Regions from separate parts of the Mus musculus genome. Here region 2 is linked to region 1. A link is a contact called in public targeted proximity ligation data. All regions are on one chromosome and are shown on one strand. The core of a region is the stretch at or near the end of the contact, and the rest is flanking DNA. Distances in the headings are between cores, read along the strand shown.

Region 1 (6,626 bases), core at 2,307-4,806:
CAGAAAGCAATGGGAGGGGGACAGACCAGGTTTCTAGTCAGTGCTCTTCAAGGAGGACCCTCGGACTCAAGCCAACTAGAGAGAAGCTGAAGAGCAAGGACACAACTCCAGGGGAAGCTCGGAGTCACACTGCAAGCAGCCAGCTTTTCCCAGGGCAGGGCAGCAGGGCACGGGACCACCCTTAGAGGGAGAGAAGAATCCTAGGAACCGGGATATGGGAGGCCTCAGCACTGGGGCCAGCACTGTCCCGCATGAGACAAGTCACACATTTTAGCACCATGAAGCCACACAACCTGGCAACCCTGTGTCTCACACCCCAGTCAAAGCACACACCCAACCGCTGACCTCCCGGCTTGTCCCTCTCTTCTGGCAAGGAAGTTTGATAGACAAACCAGCTGCCTAGCCTAGATGCCAGGTCTGGCGGTGTCCAGCTGAGGGCCCCACATTCACTGTTCTGATAAATCCATGGGAAACGCACAGAGGAACACTTGAACACTCAGGTCACAAATTGGGAAGGTAAAGAAAATAACCAGAGCCAAAAATATAAATTTCAGTGCCTGGGTGTCTCCATTAGATAGACCAGGCTTGGTTCTTCGGGCCTCAGACCCAGCAGACTAGCGACAGCCACAAATCTGCCTGCCTGTCTGCTACCTTCAGCAGACAGAGAAAGGCTCGGCACTTTTGGTTTAAGTGTGGCTCTCACAACTCCGTTCCAAGACTGTCAAGTAGCATGGGGGATGTGGGTGGAGGTAGTGTCTTAGTGACAACAAGGACAGGACACAGGGAGCCAGCAGTCTTCTTACCTAAAGATCTCCTCAGCCCCGATGTGGAACAGCAGGTCCGTGGATGTCAAACCAAACATCACTCCATTTATGGAGAGGCTGCAGGGCTCTGACACAAACTGCACTCGCTGAAAGGAGGAGCTGACATGAATACTCGCATCCAACAGCCAGAGGGTTCTTTCCCACTAAAGCTGGGGCCTGCAGACCACCAAGGACCACCCAAGGGTGGTCCTATGACATCTCTGTTGCGGACTTAGGGGCTGTGCTCCCTCCTGAGAGGGTTTCTCTGCCCTCCTCCCCAGGGCGGTCTTCACCCCACCCACAGATGGCCGGCCCGAGCCGGGCACTGGTACCTTTTTGTCCTCTCGAGACAGCTCGGAGAAGGTGAAAGGCGGCTGTGGGTATACTGGCTCATGATGGACATCCCTCAGAGACGGGACAAAGACAAGGTGGGAGCCGGAGCTGCTCAAAACACAAACGCCAGAGCGAGTCAGCAGACCTGGGCTGTAGGCTCAAGTGTGAGCATGGCCTTTTGCTGGCAGTCCTCCGGGGAGACTTGATGGCATCCCACTCTGACCAGACACTACCTCGCAGGACCCCGTGAGGGAAAGGCAACCTCCTGGCACATAAACATGCTGATCTGGATCTGGTGCACATAGCTTAGGACACATCGTCTCTTGATTTTTGTGGCACCCTTTACAGAGGAGAACTGTTGTCTGGTGGGAAAAGGGAAAAAATGGAGACCTGGAGATGGGCCTGGGAGGCAGTGTGGTATTAGGAATTTGAGGCTAGCCTGAGCTCTGGAGTGAGACCCTACTTGAGGGGGAGCCTCAGGAATGGAACTAGAGCTTATGTCTGACCTCAGCTCTCCAGGACATAGGTAGCTTGCAGGCAATAACGTTCTCCCGACACATGGCTGGGGCAATACAAGCCAGGGAAGAGGGAGGCAAACTGGTCAGATCCTAAGGCTACCCCACACCTTGAACATCAACTCAAACCTTCCTGCCAACAAAGGGCTTCTGGACACTGAAGACGGAGACTGTCAGAGGGCCAGCCACCTCCTCATTCATGTCAGGAAGTGATACCGTTTCTACTCAGCAAATGAATGCTAAAGAGATACTGCCCAGCGGCAGCTGCTCCTTTGATGGGGACAGGAAAGTCTCTAGGGTTACAACATGGGGTGGAGAAAAAAGCTGCGGTTCCCAGGGCCAGCTGTCTCCACAGCCACACAGGGAGAAAAGGGAAGCCCACTTCTTTGGTTCCCTTTGGTTCCGTGGCAGAGAGGGCCACGGTAAAGCCAACAGGTCTAACTGTTGCTGTGAGGACGCGTTGGGAACCAGCCAATAGCTCTGCAAGCCCTTCCTCCTCGTGCTTAAACAATGAATGAAACAGGCACAGATGCCCCGGAGCCGGAGTTACAGGTTAGTTTCAAGTAGCTTGATGTGGCTGCTGAGAACCAAACTCTCACCGCTGAGCAGCCTCTCCATCCCTGCAGAGGGACTTTTGACACACCGTCAGACACTGGGAACTTGTGTGTTATGTCGGATCATCAGAATCTCGAGACCAAAGGTACCTTTCATATCACTCACAATCTGTCACCAAGTTCACTGCCACTGTCCAAGTCCACCATGTGGGTGCTAGCGTGTGGTGAATGGGACACGGAGGGAGTTGGAAGGGGCAACATTTTCTCCAAGTCTCCAGCATGGAATTCTGAAGGTACAAGGGGCTGGGGGTGGGGCGGGGCAGCTGTTTGACCTCATGGGACTGAGCTGCTCTTCGGGACTGGCTTCAGGAGAGCAATGGTTAAGGCGGAAACAGCCTCCGCTCATGGCTTGGAGCTGGCTATAGGGGGATGGGCCAGGAAGAAAATTTCAACTATGTGCAGCCTTGCACAACTTCACTTCATACATCATGGTGGGAGGGTCTCACTGTCGTCACTTGAGCAGTGAGGTGCACCAGGCCTCTCTGCTGCTACAAGGGAGCTCGCACACATCTGCCAACCTCTGAAGGCTTGGGGTTCTGCATCTCTGACTCAGCACCATTTCTATATTGCTCAGGCAGGGTGGGGCGGCTCCCTGCCCTGCAGCTCACACTAACCACAGATGAAAGTGCCTGGTGGCGCTGGGCGCTGGCCCCCAGGGTAACAATGCCCGGTCTATTCTTTGTTTATGTCACTGCTATCAATAGCACATGGGATGACGAACCAAAATCAGAATCCAGCCTCACGTTGGATGCACCAGCCAGTGCTGGGTGCTGCTCCAGAGCCTCTCCTGCTGTGGGGGGCGTGTGGGAGTGGTGGTGGCAGAGGTTTATCTTCTGAGGACCTCCACTCAGCATTCCCCAGGTTTCATAAACTCAACTGGCCCTAGCAGATCTGAGAAGAGGGAGGGTATCTGTAACCCTCCATTTGAGAAGGGAGGAGGATGGAAGCAGCTAAGGGCTCAAATCTCCTGGCTCTAGGCCTGATGCCAGCACTCGGTTGTATTACAACTAATCAACCCGGGATCTGTTCTCAGGACAGAAGGCGGAAGGAAGACCTTTCCAAACCACCTTTGTTACAGGTTTGCTTTAAAGCTGAGCCTCAGGGATGTTTGTTTACTAAACAGAAAGCAAATCCCAGGAGCCCGCCCACCACTTCATTTTCTTTCTGACCTGGCCAAACGAAATGGACAGGAACTGAGGGTCAGCTTCCGGTGACTCTGCCTCTAGCTTTAGACTCTCACTGGAGCCGTGAGGCCCACACTAGAACCCAGTGCTGATGTCAGTGCTGGGGCCTCAGTCCTGTCTTCCAAACTATGCCGAGGACTCCAGATCCACCCTCACTCAAGTCTTTCCCACCCATCACCCTAGCTCTTGGCAGCCGTCCCCCACCATGGGGAGCATTGACTCAGGAAAGGAACTTGGGCTCACCCCAAAGCATTCCCTTTGAGCGAGGAGAGGCTTGGGGCCTCTCAGGATTTCTCTGTCACTGGAATGCCTCCCTACCCTGGGACTATTCCCATGGAGTAACTGCTTATACAAGGGGAAGTGAGAAAGGGAAGTGAAGAGAGCGAGGAAGAGCATGTGAAACGCGTCCTCTCAAGTTTGTTTATCTGACTTACAAAGATGCCTTTTTACCCACTCTCCAGCACTCGAAGGTCAAGGGCTCTATCTCATCTCTGAGTTCAAAGGGCGGAAAGGACAGAACGGCCACGCGGTTTCAGTTTTCCTACTTGTCCTAGAGGAACCTGGAGAGCCCCAGGTTCTGCCCAGCAACTGGAATGCTAACCTTCTCGTTCCTTCGATAACTGTTCTCAGGCATTGCTTGAAAACGTCTTCGAATGGGCTTGTCAACTTACAGTTCTGCAAGAAAGTAAAAGAGGTGCACTCGGGGCAGACACCTGGTGTCTGCTCGGGGCTAAAGCTTGTAGGATGACCCCGAAGGGCTCAGAGCGGGCACAGGGTAACAAGGAGAAAGACAGGAGCCAGGCACAGGGCCCTGAGCTTTGCAAACCCAGCACTCAGGAGGGTGAAGCAGGATTGCTGTGAGCGCCAGACTAGCCTAGGATACAGACGGAATTCTAAGCCAGCCTGGCTCTAATGTCTCAAACAAAAAGGGGTGGGCATGGGGTAGGGCTGCCCATCTGCAAGGAATAGAGTCGAGACAAGGGAAGAATTACTCTCCTCGTACACAGCTGCGAGTCTGGGATGAAGACTGCCTTGAACCTTTTCTGTGAAGGAGAAACACGGAAGCCAGGCCCTTGACCGAGACCCCAGGAAAGACCATTTGTGATTATGTATCTCAGGACCTTAACACGTGACATACCAACTTAGAGCAGTAGCCACAGAACAGAGTTTCAGTCTCTGTCTCTTCAGCGAAGGTAGGCAGTGTGCCAGTCTCACAGGGAACTTTCTTTCCTTCTTATTTAGTTCCCACCCCCCCCCCCCAAGACAGGGTTTCTCTGTGTATCCCTGGCTGTCCTGGAACTCACTCTGTACACCAGGCTGGCCTCGAACTCAGAAATCTACCTGCCTCTGCCTCCCCAGTGCTGGGATAAAAGGTGTGTGCCGCCACTGCCCGGCTTCTTCTTCTTTTTTAAAATTTATTTATTTTATGTATATGAGTACACTGTTGGCTCTCTTCAGACACACCAGAAGAGGGCATCGGATCCCATTACAGATGGTTGTGAGCCACCATGTGATTGCTGGGATTTGAACTCAGGACCTCTGGAAGAGCAGCCAGTGCTCTTAACCCCTGAGCCGTCTCCCCCTAGGGGACTTTCAGAGCCCAGGCTCCTCTGCATTTGTCACTGCTTTTGCGCCTGAGCAGTTAGGTGGTATTGGAAAGGAGCCACCCATTTCTAATCCCTCCCTGGGTTCCAGACAGTCTGGTGGACTGGAGCCTTCAAATTCAAGACATGTATTAAACATGGCCAGTGACGATGTTTTCCTCATAGCTACAGGGTAGATGTAAGCCTGCTGCAGTTATAGACACACTCCCAGCCCTTCCCCCAGGCACTTACCTCCACCTGTTCATGTTTAGCATCCAGGAAAGGTCCGAACTGCCAAGGACAGAGGTGGGGAGAAAGCCCCCAAGGAACAAATCAGAATCGTCCAGTCTCAAAGGCTTTTAGACAGAGTATCTAAGGGCAGTTCCCTGCCCAGCTCCACCTGTCCCCTGGAGAACCTGGGGAGGCAGCAGATGGGCAAGGGGCATCTGAGTCCTGTTGTCCTCAGAGGGCTTCCCAGGGCCCTATATCCCCCGTGGTTGCCTCAAATGACACTGGGCTCTTTCCTGTTTTCTACACCTAGCAAGAACAGCAGACCACTATGTTCCCGGTAGCATAAAAAGACATCAGTCTGAGATCAGGACCAAATCAGAGCAAGAATCTTTCAAAACCAGAGGAGGACAGTAATGCTGGGCCTCTGGATCTAGTGACCGCTATGGAATGGGGATATACCTCCACAGGTGCAGATTTTAAAAAATCCAAGCACTTGGGAGGTAAAGGCAGGCAGATCTCTGTGAGTTCAAGGCCAGCCTGGTCTATGTAGTGAGATGCTGTCTCAAAAACAAAATGAAAGAAAACAAAGAAGAATTAACAAAACAAACTCTTTGTAAAGGATAGACAGACGTTTCCTAAAAACTTCAAAAATGTTAAAACCCCTTTCTATTCCCATTTCATTCCCACCCTCACTGCCTCCCTGCACACAGGGGACCTACCAGGATGCAGACATCTGGCTGGTCACGGTTGATGATGGCGATCAGATCAAGCAGGGGGTCATAGGTGATGCTGTCGGAGGTGGTATAAGGCCCGCAGGCAACTACCACCATAGTCTGCTCAGAAGCTGAGACAGAAGGCATTGTAAGGTCACGAGGAGAAAGAAAACGGGCATTGGGTGAAGGGAGCAAGGCCACTGAGGGAAACGCCACAGGATTTGTTTATATCCCACGAGTGCAAGTCTGGGGGACTCAGGGTGAGAACCTCACCCCCTCCCAAGAACACTGAACCAGCACAGGCAGGGAGGACACTGAGCCAAGGTGGCCTCTACAGGTACCTGCACTCAGAAGTGCACATAGTCACACAGTACACATATAAGCAAGCAAACAAACAAACAAACAAAATATATATATATGAATTATTTCAAACTTGGTGGCTTTAAAGCAATGTCCTATCTTACAGTTCTGGATGCTGTAGTGCAGAGTAACGTTGTCAGCAGGCTGCTGACTTCTAGAGGTCACTTGTGTGCCACCTTTAAAGCCGGCAGCCTACAGCTTCTGTTCCCCGACTTCCATCTCTCTGCCACCCATTTTCCTAAGGACCTGTGTGGCTGTACTGGATAAACCCACTCCAAAGATGACTGATT
Region 2 (6,600 bases), core at 295-2,794, 260 kb after region 1:
ATTATTTATTATACGTAAGTACACTGTAGCTGTCTTCAGACACCCCAGAAGAGGGCATCAGATCTCATTACGGATGGTTATGAGCCATCATGTGGTTGATGGGATTTGAACTCACGACCTTCAGAAGAGCAGTCGGCACTCTTAACCGCTGAGCCATCTCTCCAGCCTGCTAGCAGCTTTTCAAGTCGCTTGATATATTGGCTGGAGTAACACCCAAGTGAGGAACATGTCTTCAGAATCCAAACAGGCCCTCTAAACATGTTCCCTGCCCACCCCCTTGGCAGTAGGAAGAGCCAGGTACAATAACCTATCTTTCACTTTAGAAGGAATATCTATCTCTGCATGCCCTACACCACTGAAATCCCAAGAATTTGAGATAGAAGGCCTTTGAATTTTGGTTTGATTTATTTTCTATCCTCTGATGCGCATGTGTGTTACCAACAAGTCCAAAGTGGTTGCTACCACCTGCTCACTTGGTTCAATCAGCATAATGTCAGCAACGTAGTGGACCAATGTGATATTTTGTGAAAGATTCAGGTCATCAAGATCTTTTCTGAGTTACATCATTGGGCTCAAAAGTTAATAAAATGTTTGCAGTAAAACTGTAAAAGTATACTGCTGGCCTTGCCAACCAAAAGCAAATTACTTCTGGTGGTCCTTATGGACAGGCACTGAGAAAAGGGCATTTGCTAGATCAATAGCTGCATACCATGTACCAGGAGATGTGTTAATGTGTTCAAGTAAGGACACCGCATCTGCACACCAGCTGCAATTGGAGTCACTGCTTGGTTGAGTTTTCAATTGTCCACTCTCATTCTCCATGATCCATGTGTCTCTTGTACTGGCCAAACAGGAGAGTTAAAGGGAGATGTGGTGAGAGCCACCATCCTTCCTCCTCGATGGTTTCTACAATTCCTCCAGGAATACAATACTGCTTTTGATTCACCTTTTTCCCTGATAGAGGTAACTCTAAAGGCTTCCATTTAGCCTTTCCAACCATAGTAGATCACTCCATAGGTCAGGGAATCTAAGTATATCTGTCCCAGTTATACATTCTGAAACTGAGAAAATAACCACATGACGAGTATGGGAACTCACTGAACCTACTGTGAGCTAGACTTCAGCCAAATCACATGGCCCCCATAAACATGTAGTTTAACTGGAGGTCCGGACGTTTCTTAGAGTCTCCCAGAATCAGCATCAGTTCAGAACCAGTACCTATCAGACCCCAGAATATCTGATTGCTTCCCTTCCCCCAATGTATATACTACACTTTTAAAAGGCTGTGTGTCCCTCTGGGGAAGGACTAGAGAAAGGTTAACAGTAAAACTCAGGAATTTATCAAGGTCCTTCCACGGGGGAACCTGGTTGTGGTTTCATTTGAGGGATTCTGGGTCTGCAAACTGGCAGAAACTGGTTCACAGCCCGAGATTCCTTTTGCTACCATCCATTTGTTTGAGAATTTTTCCACTTACACAGATCAAACAAAACATGCAGTAGTAGGCTTCTTATCTATTTCATGCCTGGAAACCCCATGCTTGATTAGCCAGTACCAAAGGTCCATGTGAGTCATGCCACCAAAATCACTTTGTGCTGTGCTTATGGGTCCAGTCATTCTGGACAGTGTTTTTTCTGTGCTGCCCATTAGGCAATTCAGTGCTGCCTCAGGGCCCCTGCTACTTTGGGGCCCAAATAAATTCACTACATTCAATTCAACCAACTAGGCAGTAGCGTCTCCAACCCAAAGGTCTGACACAAGGAAAAGGGCAACAGCAAAGCTCTTCTGATGTGCTGGTGCCCATCTTACAGAATTAGTGAAGGGCTGCCTTTCTGGCCTTTCCACTGTGGACTATCAGCTTTTACACAGCATATCCACTTTAGCATTGTAGCCTCCCTATGCCATGAATCCCTTCATCAACATTAAGCCAAGGATATCAGGTATCCCCCAGCTCCTTTTCAGTAGGCCGTCTTTTGAGAAATATTTCAGCCAACCATTCAAGCAAAATCTTTGACATCTGTACAAGCTTACATATTAAACCCAGATTCTGCACTCAGTGGGCCTGTATCAATAAACTCAGCCTGATTCGGTTTTATGTTATCCTACACCCTTGAAATCTATTCCCACACATATTCTCCAGGCTTCGGCCTGGTTGAATTAGCAAACTCATTAAGCTCCTTAGTAGTGTAGTGAGTTTCCTCATGGACTACACTTTCTTTCTTTTCATTTTCTTTTACTTCTTTTCCTTTCTGGACAAGGTATCTCTGTGTAGCTTTGGCTGTCTTGGAACTCACTCTGTAGTTTAGGCTGGCCTCTAACTCACAGAGATCCTCCTGTCTCTGCCTCTCATGTGCTGGGATTGAAGGCTTATACCACCATGCCCAGCTTACACTTTTTACCACCCCTCTAAGAGCCTGCATAGCCTTGAGTCTGGTTGTAGGTCTAGAGACAACTATTGGTGGATCCTGAGGATCATTAGCAATGTCTAGCATTTCCTTCAGGAAAGTCACTGCTGATATAGCAGACAGTGAAGGTCGGATTTCCTCAGTCAGCAGTGGAAAAGGCAGTATTTCAGGGGGTGGGGATCCGAGTACATCTACTGCAGGTGGAGAGACTGTTCCTCAGGTGATTAAACTCTGGAATCTGAGGGTTCAAAGTTCTCAGTTTCAATAGGGTTCTCCCACACATAGCCATCTCAAATTATAGTATCCCATTCCCTAACCAGTAAGTGCCCTTAGCTTAACTGTTGATACCTTCCAAGCTAGGACCTGAATTTTTGCTGTAATTCAGCCAACTTCATAGGTAAGGCTTTTGTTTGATTTTCCACAACTGAGTTCTGTGGCTCCAGGGAAGAAGATACACTCACAGTTTTAATCCAGCAGAGACAGGAAGATCTCTGTGAGACTGAGGCCAGTCTGGTCTACAGAGTGAGTTCCAGGATGGCCAGGGCTACACAGAGAAACCCTGTCTCAAAAAAAAAAAAAACAAACAAACAAACAAACAAAAACTTACTCAAAAAAAATTAGAGAAACTCTGTCTCAAAAAACCATATATGTGTGTATATATGTATATAATTTATTAACTATATATAGTCTTATATATACATATATATATAAAATCTAAAAACTTTTAAACCATTACAGCAGAAATATAAGATCTTGCAAGTTTTACAGAGAAGACTTTGGGGGGCAACCTTGTACCAATTCTCAAACACACTGTGTAAGGTGAGCACTGGGTCAACCACAGACTGTAATATATCTTGTTTCAGATACTAGACAGGACTTGCTTTCTTATGGTACTTCTCTGTTTCCCTTCTAGAGGAGAAGAAATAGAGGATAAGGAAGTCATCGTCCAGGAGCTGGAGGTAGGAGGAAAATGAAGCAACTTCTGAAGAAATGATTTACTCCTGAAGTCAAGGATGAATCACACCCAAACTTCTTTTTGTTGGTGGTGGTAGTGGTTGTTTTGTTGAGACAGGGTTTCTCTGTGTAGCCCTGGCTGTCCTGGAACTCACTCTGTAGACCAGGCTGGCCTCCAACTCAGAAATCCGCCTGCCTCTAAGTGATGCGCTTAAAAGCATGGGCCAGCCGGATGGTAGTGGTGCACGCCTTTAATCCCAGCACTCGGGAGGCAGAGGCAGGCGGATTCCTGAGTTCGAGGCCAGCCTGGTCTACAAAGTGAGTTCCAAGACAGCCAAGGCTACACAGAGAAACCCTGTCTTAAAAACAAACAAACAAACAAAAAAACCATGTGCTACCACTGCCGAGCTTCATACCCAGACTTCTATTATTTCCTACAAACCGAGTCACAAGCCCCACCTGCTAAGTTGGTATCTCCATGCAAAGAAGCCACGATTTTTCCAGGAAAATTTAAAGCCCATGTCCTTTTTCAATTCTCACTAAAGTATGAGTGCCTTTGAGACCGGTTGTTGTTTCCACTGGGGTTCCCAGACAGGGCAGCTCTGTTGTGGCAGTTGGCACAAAGAAGCTTCCGGAGGACTGCTGCCTTCCAGGGCTCCAGGAATGCCACCACCCCAACCACCGCCTGGTGTTTGACGTTCAGGAAACTGGGCAGTAAATACACTGACAAGTGCCTGTGTCTTCATTTTAATTGGAAACATTTGCCATCATTTTGTTCCAAGTTCAAGTTCATTCCTTTTCTACACAGCTCTGCCTGTTAGAGATTTCCAGAAAGAAGGCTGAGCAGGGATAGAGCTTTGTAAACTGGTGAAAGCATTGGGCCAGCAGTTAGGATTCTGGGGGCTGGCCCTGTATTAAAGTCTGTTCTTTCACCTGTCAAAAGAGGTTAATCTGTTTCCAAGATTATGGTGTGGATTTCAAATAGATGTGTCCAACGCTGGGTACACATATAGTTAGAAAGCATTTGCATACATTTATGTGCATATTAAAGTTTGCAAACTGCTCTTTTGTTTGTTTGGCTTGGTTTTAATTTATTTTGGACACGGGGTTCTCACTATATATTCCTGCCTGGCCTGAAACTTGTGTAGATAAGTCTTGCTTTGAACTTTCAGAGATCCTTCTGCCTCTGCCACCCAAGTCTAGGATTATAAGTTTGAGCCTCTACTATCGGTCCTTTGTGTGCATTTGTGTGTGTGTGAGTGAGTGTGTGTGTGTTTCATTTTTGCAGTGAGTTCTTTTATCCTAGGCTGGCATGTGTAGCTGAGGATGTCCTTGAATTTCTGATCCTCCTGCCTGGAATTAGAGGTGTATGTCATCACACACACACACACACACACACACACACACACACACACACACACATCTAGTTTATACAGTTCTGGAACTAAACCCAGGACTTCATGCATACTAAGTAATGACTCTGCCATCCATCTAAGTTGCATCTCAACTCTTTTGTTTGTTTATTTGTTTTGTTTTGCTTTTTTATTGTTTGTTGTTTTGAGATAGGATTTCTTTGTATGTAGCCCTGGCTGCCCTGTAAATCACTCTGTAGACTAGGCTGGTGTCAATTTCACAGAAATCTGACTGCCTCAGCCTCCCAAGTGCTGGGATTAAAGGCATATGCTACCACTGCCCAGCTTCCAATTCTTTTCTTCTTTTATTTTTGTTTATTCATTTTACATGTATGGGTACTTTGCCTGCATATATATCTTTGTACCCCATGTGTATCAGATGCCTAAAAAGGCCAAAAAGAGGGTATTGAATCCCTTGGGACTAGAGTTACAGATGGTTGAACTCTGATCCTCTGGGAAAGCAGTCAGTGCTCTGAACCATCTCTCCAGTCTCTTTTCTTGGTTTTTGAAATAAGCTCTTGTTTGGTAGTAACCCTTGATAGACTGTTGCTTGTCATGAAGCCCAGACATACCTGGAACTAATAGCAATCCTCCTGCTTCAGCTTTCCAAGTGCTGGAAACATGTCTGGCTCCAAAGTATTTAAAAAAAAATTTGAGACAAGATCGCATTATGATCCTCAGGTTGGCCCTGAATTCATACTCCTCCTCCTGCCTTAGCCTCCCAGGTGTGATTACAAGCATGTGCCACCGTACCTAGCAGTAAATACTTTTTATGTTTTCTTTCATTTTTACAGATTTTATTTATTCATATTATATGTATAGATGCTTTACCTACATGCATGTCTATGTACCAAATGCCATGTGCTTGTGGAAGCCAGAAGAGGATGTTGGGTCCTCGGAACTAGAGTTCCTGGTTTTGAGCAGCCATGTGGGTGCTGAAATCAAATCAGAGTCCTCTAGAAGAACAGCCCTTGCCACTGAGCCATCTCTAGTGAGAATTCTAGAATCTTGATTTCTTTAAAAACAACAGGAATATTATAAGAATGTGCTTTCATTTTAATCCCAGGTGTAGGGATGTGGCGCTGCTTCAGACTGACCACAAAGCCAACCACGATCTGCCTCCTGCTCTATCAGAAGTGTGGTTTTGTTAGCTGTAGATGGTGTGGTGTTTGGTATTTTGGGAACTCTTCAGAGGGTGTTTAATGCTGAGCCCCATCCGTGGGGCTGATGGTTGTCGGTCCTTTAGGGAGGGTGGCTGTGCTTTATTAATGGTCGTGCTCAAGAAGACACAAGGGGAAAGAAATTAGATTCAGGGGTCACTCTCCCTCTCTCCCCTCTCTCCTTCTTTCTCTCCTACCTAGTGATGCTAGGTGAAACCAGGGGGGAATAAAGAGTAGGAAAAAGAAGGAGAACCCACAGAGTAGCAACGAGAAGCTACACCCATGTCTGGATCCCTACGTGTTCTCATTCATTCCTTATCACTTTCAGGGACAACATAGTAATCATTCTGTTTTATTCGTTTTGAAAATATGAACTGAGAAGTAGTGTAGTCTAATTATCCAAAATACCAGTTCTAGAAGCTGTAAAAGTGCCTACGAAAACATGAGTGCCTGAGTTCAGATCCAAAGCAGCCATAGCAGCTGAGCTCAGCATTGAAACCCCAGTGCTAAGGCAGCAGAGACATTGGATCCCTGGAGCTCATAGGCTGGCCAGCTTCACCAAACATGGGCTCAGCCTCAGTGAGCAACCCTGTCTCCAGAACTAAAGTAGAGGGATGGGGGAAGACATCCAGTGTTGATCTATGGCCCTTTATATGTGCACACAGGTTCAT

The links.
Region 2: a targeted proximity ligation map of pancreatic cancer cells shows a contact between it and region 1. A contact is called at or near these places in 1 of 130 datasets of targeted methods (pancreatic cancer cells) and 2 of 9 other capture datasets (embryonic stem cells and pancreatic islet).

Annotation. Positions count from the first base shown.
Region 1 is chr19:5,942,420-5,949,045 of GRCm38.p6, forward strand. Pola2 (polymerase (DNA directed), alpha 2) reads right to left here. Exons shown (of 18, transcript NM_008893.3): 11 at 5,983-6,107; 12 at 5,285-5,323; 13 at 4,051-4,124; 14 at 1,136-1,244; 15 at 804-910. Among named protein-coding and RNA genes, the nearest start is that of Pola2, 18 kb to the right of the region's middle.
Region 2 is chr19:6,202,902-6,209,501 of GRCm38.p6, forward strand. Majin (membrane anchored junction protein) reads left to right here. Exons shown (of 11, transcript NM_001165919.2): 3 at 3,317-3,362. Among named protein-coding and RNA genes, the nearest start is that of Gpha2, 20 kb to the right of the region's middle.